Regions from separate parts of the Danio rerio genome. Here region 1 is linked to region 2. The links are chromatin contacts, called in public Hi-C maps. All regions are on one chromosome and are shown on one strand. The core of a region is the stretch at or near the end of the contact, and the rest is flanking DNA. Distances in the headings are between cores, read along the strand shown.

Region 1 (5,597 bases), core at 2,921-5,420, 220 kb before region 2:
CATTCCTGCGTTTGATATACGCCTCTTTTTCAGAGACCGTTTCTCAAGCTCCTGTCGGCATGGTGCTGGCTGAGAAACAGACACTGTGAGGCCAGTCAGGATTACAGGCATATTTCTGAAAGTGATGAAGGAGACGATCAGCCCGGGTGGATGCAAATAAGCCAGAGAGGTGTAAAGATCTAAAAGATTGAGAAAGGTGAAAGTTGGTTTGGGCTTTTTAGCTGAAGTTTCAAAATGTGAGAATTGACTAACAGCATTTTAGATTAATACGGATATATGTATAGCTACAATGCAAACCCAGAATTAAAATGGTGCTGTTAGCAGGTAAGGTCTAAATAAATAAACATATTAAGGACAGCACTGACAAATCAAGTCTGAATAAATACTATATGAGTAAAAAGAGTACCATTTTTCCACAAGTGTGGTCCTTATTATAATAGACAAGAACTGTTTTACATTTATGTAAGTGGGAACCAATATATGTGTTTGTTTTACGAATATAGTTGCTTTCCGCAAGTAATTAGAGCTTTTTATTTCAGTGACATGCTGAACAAAAACATAGAAGTGTGTATCTTTGCTTTTGGGTGGATGTTTCTATCACAGGGATGAGGTTTTAATTCTTTTGAGTCTTTAAATATATAACATATTTTAACTCATTTTTGCTGACGCTTGTAATCACTAATCTATGTTTGCATATCTTTTAAGACTTCATAATATATGAGAGAGCTATATTTTGTCTTGGTTATATCATATTTTACAAATACATGCCAAAGAAAAGGCTGAGTTACAGCAGAGACCTCATAACGTCTCTGTGACACCTGTTTACCAAGTTGTTATTGAAGCACGCTCTGTTCTGTTCTTAAAATGCAAATAAATAAAAATGTTGAATTATGCATTTTCTTGTCAGTCTTGTTCTTTTGGAATTGTTTGTAGCCTCTTCAAAGCAGTTTGTCTCATTTTTCTTTTTGTAAAAGAGCAGTTCCAGCGTTATCTATGTGAACATTTGCAGTAAAAAGTCTAAACATAAATTCACAGAGAAAGCATAATGTTCACCTTATATTGTAATATATGTTTATATTTTCCAAAACAACTAACCCCAGAGTTATGGAATCAGAAAAATATCAATCTGTTAAAAAAACTGAATTATATTTTAAATTAGGAAAATAAACATGCATTATGGATGTGACCAAAAAAGTTAGTGAGTTTACAGTCTACGACATACTTTGTAGAAATTCTGGGAATTAAACTGCACAAGCCAAAAGCAATAATGCTAACCAAAAGGATAAGAGTTAGCTCTCTATAGAACAAAAATGACAGATTTAGTTTTATTTTACATGTTTGCATTTATGAGGAAAAAGCTTCGCAATAGATGTGACAGCTCTCTGTTATGGATGTGACGGATGTGAAATTGGCACTTGTGTAATTGGACTTTGGTAAATTGAATATAAATGTATGAAAACATTGACAGAAACATTTTTGTGCATTTTTTAAGTACTGTAAAATAGGGCTGTGCAATTAATCAAAATCCGATTTCAGCTTCTAACGATTATGAAAAACCATTAATCGAGATAAACGATTATTGCATCATATACTGCACTTTTCCAGTTGTACAGGTGTTGCTCTTAAATGCGCGCACACACAGTCAGAAGCATGCAGTCAGCATTCGGTCTCATTCGCACACTGAGACAGCAGAGCGCACGCATCTCATCTTTACGTGAGCGCTTTAATGTACAAATAGGTGTCAAAACGCAGTGTTTAATGATTATTCATATTAACCCTCATTTGTGTAATAAACAAACGAGTTGAGAATCAAAAGAAAAACGTGAACGAGAAACCATTAAAGTGACAGCGCGCAATTCCTGCTGCCGCCTGTTTTTATCATTAATCAAACAAAATGAGAAAATTCCTCACTGCTCTGGACTTTTGTAGCTAAAGTGTTTTTCTTACAGTGAAGATGCTTAAAGCACAGTTTGTTTCATTTTTATTCTATTGTATTTATTTCTCTTTCCTTTGCAGGGTGGAAAATAACTGTGTATATATGCAGTTGAAGTCTCAACTGAATATTAGCAACCCTCTTCCTCCCCAATTTCTGTTTAATGGAAAGAAGATTTCTGAACATAATAGTTTTAATAACTCATTTCTAATAACTGATTTATTTTAACTTTGCTATGATGACAGCACATAATAGTTGACTAGATATTTTTCAAAATACAAGAATTCATATTCAAAGTGTGATTTCAAGGCTTAATTAGGGTAATTAGGCAAGTCATTGTATAACAGTAGTTTCTTCTGCAGACAATCAAAAAATATATTGCTTAAAGGGGTTTATATTATAGACCTTAAAATGGGTTTCAAAATATTTAAACCTGCTTTTATTCTAGACAAAATAAAACAAATAAGCTTTTCTCCAGAAGAAAAAACATTAGAGGAAATACTGTTAAAATTTCTTGCTCTGTTAAAGATCATTTGGGAAATATTTATTTTTTTAAAAATCTCAGGAGCGCTAATAATTTTGACTTCAACTGATAATCGTTTTGAATAATCGTGATTACAATTATGACCAAAATAATCGTGATTATAATTTTTTGCAAAAATCAACCAGCCCTACTGTAAAATACTTGCATGTACAAAAAAAACGTAGAAATGGTTTCACTGTTTTTTTGAGGCCTGAATTGTTTTCATGGCATGGTTGACATTTGCATGCAATTGTTCATAATCCCTCAGACAGAAGTAACTGTAACATGACAGAAAGTGTCTTATCTATGAGCTAGACTTTGATTTTAAGGTAAATAACTTTTGAGTTACAAGCTTTAATGTTGTTAGAAGTAGAATAGACTGAACTTGACAGGAGTTAAATGAAGTTAAGCATTTCGCTACACTCCAAAACTCTTGTATTTATATAAAAAAGGATAAATACTTTGATAAAAATGTTTTTAGTTTACCAATTTCATAGACTTTTTTATGTTTGTCCATGTGACAAGATTCCAAATACCTTTTGTACCCCTTTTAACCTAATAATTTAACATTGTATTGGCATGTTCACAGTTCTGTAATCAATTGATGATCACAAAGACATACAGGCAAACAATGCCCTAAAATATTTCTGATTTCTGTATTAAGTTTTGCAATGATTAAAATAATTATTATATTTTAATAAAAACATAGTGCTTTAATTAACAACAGGTTGGGGAACCGTTGCTAGTAGGCTATTCACTACGCTGATAGTAAGAAACCGAAGGCCTATTTGTCTTCCTCTTCATTTTAATAACCTTAAATCATGTCAAATTAGTTATACTCCTCAAGTGAAGCAAACGTAAAACATAAACTACAATGTATTACCTAAATTAATAACAACTAACTTACGTGTAACGTTCATTTGAATCCACCGAAGAATAATGTCAACCGTCAACAGTTTGTAAGTAATCTAAGTTACCCAATACTGCAGAAACAATGACAAACCTGAAATGTCGAGGTAATGAGGAATTCTCAACTTATACATTCATTGGCATCTGCATTATCTGTCTTAATTTGTTTTTATCAACTAATTTTTGCCAACAACTGTATAAACTCTCGTACCCAAAATGAAGAGTTGGTTTTAAAACTGGTTGCACAATTCTTCATGCTTTAGCGCCACCTGGTGTCGTGTTGAATCAATTTAAACAGCACAATATATAGATTTATATATTAGCGAAATAAATACTTCAATCCATCTTAAAAACTCAAAAACTAAACGCTAAGAATATTTTCTTTGGTTATACTGTCGAACATCGCGCTTCTACTTTCCAATTTTTGTAATCTGCCTGTTTGTTTTAAATGAAGCCATATTATGAGGCTTCCTAAATACGATTAAAAAACATCCAGCTTTTACATTTTTAACATAAAATAACCCAAACATACAAAGAAACTGGCTCTATCGCGTAAAATAATCGCGTAATAATCACACCTGATGGATGTAGAGGTAGATAAACTGTTTTTTGCAGGCAGATATGAACCAGTCACGGTGGCCGAGAGGTTAAGGCGTTGGACTCGAAATCCAATGGGGTTTCCCCGCACAGGTTCGAATCCTGTTCGTGACGATGTTTAATTTTGATTAGCAAACAACCACACTTTCAAATTACGTTTTAAATCACGCATTCGTGAATAAACTGATGTCACGGAGTATCTGGGCCACTATTTCTACAGCATTTCAAGGATTACAGAGGTGCGGCTCGGTTAAAAAAATTCTGCAAGGCAGAAGCGTCACCTAATCTGGCAATTTTAGATCAAGCAAAGCAGTGCTGTAATCAATTACATGCGAGGCACAATCAGTCAATAAGTGGCAGGCAGTTTGCGTTTGATCGAATTTGAGTAGGATTTTCTTAGTGTTTTTTCTTTTCTAGTTTTTTTTACAATGGCAAATTCACCAAACGACAATGCGTTCTTGATTAAAGACCTTAAAGCTGGATTAAAAAATATTAATTTGGTTTTCATCGTCCTGGAAACTGGTAAGTTTGTTGGGAAACTGTTTCTCTACTAGCCCACCTTTATTAAAAGTGTGCTCACAAACACACAATCAGCATTTAAGTCGACAAATAAGATTCATCTTTATAAATCATGACACTTTATATATCATACGAACCTTTTTTCCGTACTGATAAACGAAAAACAGATTAAATTAGCTTACTTGTGAATAAGTCATTAGAGTTGGGTTTGTTCTGAGAATCGGTTGAACTGATTCATAAGTTCAGAACAAATCGTTCAAGAATTTGAATCAAAGTCCCTTCGCTTTTATGTTTATGCAAGCAGCAATATTCAGAATATAAAGTATATTAAAGAATTCTTGTATTTTACGTGTGTTCCAATGTAACAAAATGTGTCAGGTCGTGTGTCTAAAACAAAGGACGGACACGAAGTGCGTTCCTGTAAAGTAGCTGACAGGACCGGAAGTATCACCATATCAGTGTGGGACGAGGTGGGCAGCCTGATTCAAACCGGAGACATCATTCGACTCACTCGAGGGTAAGTACAGTTCATTACTGATGAGGATGGTGATAATAACATTATTAATAATACCAGTTCTTATAGTCAAATCCACGCGTCTTTCTTTCTATTTAAATTAAATTAGCAAATTTAAAAACACATCAATGTAAAAATGTTGGTGAAGTGTTTGAATAGTCTCTTTTTAAATCTTTATTTAGACTTTAGAGTTGCTGTTTTACAGATTTAGAGTTGCTGTTGATTTTTCATGTCATAAGCAAACTGATAATATACATTTTTTTTCCAAATAAAGGGGGTTGTAAGTGTGTGGTAAATTTGTTTCTAATCAGTAATTGTTTTGTTAGTATTTTTTGTGTGAATTTATTATTTTTGTTTTTGTAAAATGTTGTGTTAAAGGGGGTTTTAAAGGCCAAAGTCTTTCTTTCATTCTTTAATTTCTTTTTTCTTTCTATTAATATGTTAATGGAAACAGCATATTTATAGCTAAACATTTCTATCTACAACTCTTTACTGCACTGTTAGACAAATCATCTTTAGAATTAGACCGGAGTAATATTATTTATTATTATTATTAATATTTACTACCAGTTTGCTTTATTGATTAATGCTGTCCACTGGAT
Region 2 (5,830 bases), core at 3,017-5,516:
ATTTTCTTGTCGGCTTAGTCCCTTTTTTTTTAATCCGGGGTCGCCACAGCGGAATGAACCGCCAACTTATCCAGCAAGTTTTTACGCAGCGGATGCCCTTCCAGCCGCAACCCATCTCTGGGAAACATCCACACACACATTCACACACACACTCATACACTACGGACAAGTTAACCTACCCAATTCACCTGTACCGCATGTCTGTGGGACTGTGGGGGAAACCGGAGCACCCGGAGGAAACCCATGCGAAGGCAGGGAGAACATGCAAACTCCACACAGAAACACCAACTGAGCCGAGACTCGAACCAGCGACCCAGCGGCCTTCTTGCTGTGAGGCGACAGCACTACCTACTGCGTCACTGCCTCGCCGGCGATAATAATATTGACCTTAAGTTGGGTTTCAAAATATTTAAAACTGCTTTTATTCTAGCCAAAATAAAACAAATAAGACTTTCTCCAGAAGAAAAAAATATTATAGGCAATACTGTGAAAAATTCCTTTAATTTATTTAATTAAACATAATTTGGGAAATATTTATTTTAAAAAATTCACAGGAGGGTAATTAATTTTGACTTCAACTGATAATCGTTTTGAATAATCGTGATTATGGCTTTTCCCATAATTGAGCAGCCCTAATTCCAACATATGTTTTACGCAGCGGATGCCCTTCCAGCTGCAACCCAGTACTGGAAAACACCCATACACACTCATTCACACTTATACACTACGGCCAATTTAGTTTATAAATTCACCTATAGCGCATGTCTTTGGACTGTGGGGGAAACCGGAGCACCTGGAGGACACCCATGCCAACATGGGAAGAACATGCAAACTCCACACCGTGCTCCCCACATTTGCTTTATTAAAGTTGAAAAGCATTAGGTATACATAGCTCAGCAAAGTTAAAATTTGATTTTGTTTATTCACAACTGGCTATTTTAACAAAATACTAAATGTAGGAATCAATCAAATTTAAGTAAGCAGTCAAAATCAATGACGACACAGTTACTGTCTATCTAGAGCATTTAAAACAAATTTAGATTTACATTTCAGTTAATATATTGCAACTAACTAAGGCAATTCTAGAACAGTTATATGCATAACATGGCATATGCTACCACATTTTATTTATTTATTTACATATTTTTTAATTAAGCTTTGTGGTTGGGTCTGATGGATACATCTATGAAGGTCGTGGCTGGATGTCACAAGGGGCTCACACTAAAGGACGCAATAACGTGGGGTATGGTGTAGCTTTCATTGGCGATTACTCTGGTCGTTTACCCTCCACTCATGACATGGAACTGGTGCGCCATCATCTGGTCAAGTGTGGAGTGAACAATGGATTTCTGCAGGAGGATTTCACCATTCTCGGACACAGACAAGTAGTAGTAACCACCAGCTGCCCAGGAAATGCCCTTTACTCTGAGATCACAACCTGGATGCACTATAAAGTATGTAGGATTCCACAGTCTTAAATGTATCGAACATCTTTCAAAAATGCAGTTAAATGCTTGAAATACTTTTCATCTACAATGTTAAAAAAATCTAAAAATCAGCAGTTTTACATATTTTGTAATTCATGTTTTTATTTAGTTTATTTATGCTTTTGAATTGCATTATGGGACATTGATCTTTCTTCCAACAACTTTTAACTTTGAAAGTTAATTTGTGGTATTTATTAACATTTTGGCTTTGTGTTGTACACTATGTGACAAAAGTCTTGCCGCCTATCCAAGCTTTAGGTACAACAAATAATAATTTGACTTCTAGTTGATCATTTGGTGTTAGAAGTGGCTTATATGAAAGACAAAGGCCTCTAGATTATGCTTATTTTACCAAAATAAAATATAATCATGCCTTGATTTAATTATTTAATTAGGACATTAAGGTCTGACTTTGCTTAGACAAAAGCCTTGTCACTTAACAGAAATAATGTACAGTATAGAATATAAAGTCATGGTACAGTGGAAAAAGAATTAATATTGTGTATGACTCCCATGAGCTTGGAGGACTGCATCCATACATCTCTGCAATGACTCAAATAACTTAATGAAGTCATCTGGAATGGCAAAGAAAGCATTCCTGCAGGACTCCCAGAGTTCATCAAGACTCTTTAGATTCCCCTTCAATGACTTTTCCTTCATCTTACCCTAGACATGCTCAATAACGTTCATGTCTGGGGACTGGGCTGGACAATCCTTGAGCAGCTTGACCTTCTTTGTTTCAGGAACTTTGATGTGGAGGTTGAAGTATGAGAAGGAGCGCTATCCTGCTGAAGAATTTGCCCTCTCCTGTGGTTTGTAATGTGATGGGCAGCACAAATGTCTTGATACTTCAGGCTGTTGATGTTCCCATCCACTCTACAGATCTCTCGCTCTCCCCCATACTGAATGTAACCCCAAACCATGATTTTTCCTTCACTATACCTGACTGATTTCTGTGAGAGTACTGGCTCCATGCGGGTTCCAATAGGACTTCTGCAGTATTTGTGATGATTGGGATGCAGTTCAACAGATGATTCATTAGAGAAATGTACCTTCTGCCACTTTTCCTTATTATCAACTAGGAGTCAAGTTATTATTTATTGCTTTTATAACTGGGATTGACGACAACACTTTTGTCAGGTAGTTTATATTTTGCTACAAAATCCTTGTAATAAATTGCCAGTACATTTTCTGTTATTTTACAGACCACCAAGCAATTTTATGTTTAATACACATCTAATAGATGTCTAGCATGGATGTTTTGACTAAAACAAGGCTAAGTTTTCTGTCAGTGAAAACATAATAAATGTCTAAGAATAGCCCAAAATTAGACCAATCAACAAATACACTGATTATACAGGCTTCACATGTGTAGTATTTAATCATGTGTATTTGATAACTAGTCTAGTTTTGGGCTATTGTACTAGATTTTTACTCACAGACACAGGGGCCAATTATACCCTTGTTTTAGCAAAGATGTCTTTAGACATCTATTAGATATCTTTTAAACACAGAAAATGCTTGCTGGGATATTTCTTTATATATTATTTCTTATACATTATATTATTTTAAACTAGTAAACTGTAGAGTTGAATTTTCGACATCAAAAGTCAACAGTGCAGAAATCAAGCTCCCATAATGCAGTTACCAACCATATTTAAACGGAAAACACTTGTGAACCACAAAAAACAGAATTTATTTTATTTTTATAGTGTACATACAACATGCAAACTAAGAGTTTTTGTTTCTACTATGTTTCTTACAGGATAAGGATCCTTTGAAGTAACATTGGAGATCTCACTGACACGTCATGGTTTATTGTGCAGGACTGCTACAATAACTAAGCCTTTTAATTTGTCTGAAAAAAACATGAGGAAAGATTGATGGTAATTCAATGTTATTCATTCATTCATTTTCCTTTAGCTTACTTCCTGATTTACCAGGGGTCGCCACAGCAGAATGAAACAATATTAATAATAATAATCATTTGTTTTGTTTATACAGTCCCCACACCTAAAGACACTGTATAATCTATGTTGATCCTGGAACATAATTTTTGTTTCGAAAATGTAATTCATACCTATTCCCTACCACTAAACCCAACCATAACAGCAAATTATTCCTAAAATCAGAGGGGAATAATAGTTGGAAAACAATCATGAAGTGCATAAACCTAACCGTTAGCCTAAACTTAACTGTAAACGTATCCCTTAATTCTGATAGGCTGAGAGGAATTTTGTTCCAGGATCAACATAGATCCAGGAACTTTGTCCTACTTGGTAAAATTAGGTTGGCAACTGTTTTAAATGTTGTGTATCAAGACTTTTTGTCTGTTTTTTGTCCTCAAACCTCTTCTTATAAGACTAGATTCTTGCTAATCTCATCCTAAGCCTTTTTGTTCGATTTTGAGTCTTGACTGTGAAACTGAAATACAGTCAAGGCCTTTAGCTGTGTGTTTATCTAAAACATCTGCAAACCTTAATCAGCCAATCAGAATCAAGCATACAAACATTTAAATTTAACACTGAACTGCAAGGTCAACGGCATGAAACCAAACCTTGGTTGAGTTTTGGTTGAGTGTCTAAATGAGATTTATGAAACATTACTGTGCGTACGTGAGAATTACGTGTGCAAAAATAAACTGTGATCTCCAGTCTTACTCGTTTAATTTTTTTATGCTACAGCTAGATTGAAGAAAAGGTTGACACGATTACTTCTAGTTTTTTTCTTTTTTTACCACCACAGGAAGTGGTTTTCATAGCAGGCCCAAGAGTGAGAAAGGAAGTGTGCTGCTGTTGTGACAGGAAACGTAACAGTCACTGAACAAAACAAGCAGGTATTTAGGGTAAACCGTCAAACTTGTGTGTCATTTATTAACTAAATCCAATCAGCATCATGTTATGCTTGAATAATAATCTTTCTATTTTCATTTTAAAACCATTTTTGTTTCAAACTGTAAGTAAGACAAACATTAAATAAAAGATTATGCTCTCCCACAGTAGTTTTTGATCAATTGGAGCAAATAAAGCAGGACAGGCAGTTTCTGGTTCTGTCAGGTTAGGTTTACAGATTGATAAAAAGCTGAGAGATGCATCATCAACCTGTAAACCTAACCTGACTTCCCCACCCACAAACTGACTGACTTCCTGAACGCTACACGATAAGTGCGCACAGAAAAAAAAACAGCTCATACCTATAAAAACTGAAGACCTGCACAATAAGGAGCACAAATTTAGTCCCAAAAAGCATTTTTGGGGGCAAATACTAGACTAGAGTGACTAGTGTAAGAGAATTAAACCTCAACACTCACTCAAAACCAGAGAGGTTTTAAAGCTGATGATGCGCAAAACAGTTTGAGGAAGTAGCTAATAGGTGAAGTGAGCTGATGATGAAATCCTGAAAACTTCATGATGATGCAAAGGATTTAAACTGGTAGGTGAATCCATACTCTTTCTGGTACTGTAAGAAAACATTCACAGAAAGTTCACCGAGAAAGAAATCTGAGATGGGTACAAACAAAGAGTCAAATGCTGAGCAGGCTGGAGCAGCATCGCAGATTGAGGAAGACATGGAGCTGGTTCCTGAACAGAACAGCCCGGTTGATCAAGACCCACGACAAACAGAGGATGGCAAGCTGCTTAATACATACAAGTGGCACACTGGAGCCAAGGCTGAAACAGTGGCACAGGGTGCCATTGAAAGGCTGGAGAAAGGGGCTTCAAACAAGTGGAACAAAATGCAGAGCTGGCGCAAAGCTCTGAGTGAAGACCCCGGGGAAAAGTCCTCAACTGCAAATCGAGGAGGAGAAAGCCCCTCCAAACCAGACAAGCCGACAACTTCAAGGAAAAACCCTTTTCGCAGAGCTCTTTCGGAGCCACCGGGGTCCCTCCTGGCCTCCTCGGCCCCCGCGTCTTCGAGCGCACAGGCAACAGGGTCCACCGTCCAGGACACGACACAGAGAGGCAAAATCAGAAAGTACCTGCAAACGGTCTCGCAGAGGTTCAAGAAGCCTCGTCTGCAGAGTACTGTCACAGAGCATGGTAAGAGATGCAATGTTAGATGCTTTTTTTTGTTATTACTATTGTTGTGACATCATAATTTTTAGGTTTATTATTTTTATCACACTTTGTCGTTGGCGCAGCTTCAAGTAAATTTTTTTACAGTGATATATATATTAATTTTTTATTATGATTTTATATATTATTATGCAGTTTCCCAGTACCGGGTTGCAGCTAGAAGGGCATCCACTGCGTAAAACATATGTTGGAATAGTTGGTGGTTCATTCCACTGTGGAAAATAAATGATGAATGAATATCATTATGTAAAGAGATACATGAAACTA

Evidence for each region. A called contact is a pair of places that touch in the nucleus more often than the background predicts.
Region 1: a contact with region 2 is called in a Hi-C map of hematopoietic stem cells, with 2.2 times the contacts expected there. The contact joins the promoter of nabp1b here to the promoter of rasal3 in region 2. A contact is called at or near these places in 2 of 18 Hi-C or Micro-C datasets (caudal fin and hematopoietic stem cells).

The regions. Positions count from the first base shown.
Region 1 is chr6:9,642,815-9,648,411 of GRCz12tu, reverse strand. It overlaps nabp1b (nucleic acid binding protein 1b), which reads left to right and starts at 4,170. Exons shown (of 6, transcript NM_001030252.1): 1 at 4,170-4,484; 2 at 4,860-4,998. The coding sequence starts at 4,391. trnas-cga (transfer RNA serine (anticodon CGA)) reads left to right here and starts at 3,995; the gene lies at 3,995-4,076. It overlaps cavin2b (caveolae associated protein 2b), which reads left to right. Exons shown (of 2, transcript NM_001004584.1): 2 at 1-893.
Region 2 is chr6:9,423,215-9,429,044 of GRCz12tu, reverse strand. rasal3 (RAS protein activator like 3) reads left to right here and starts at 4,266. Exons shown (of 18, transcript XM_005165747.6): 1 at 4,266-5,527. The coding sequence starts at 4,993. pglyrp2 (peptidoglycan recognition protein 2) reads left to right here. Exons shown (of 5, transcript NM_001045166.1): 4 at 1,157-1,454; 5 at 3,253-4,143. The coding sequence ends at 3,273.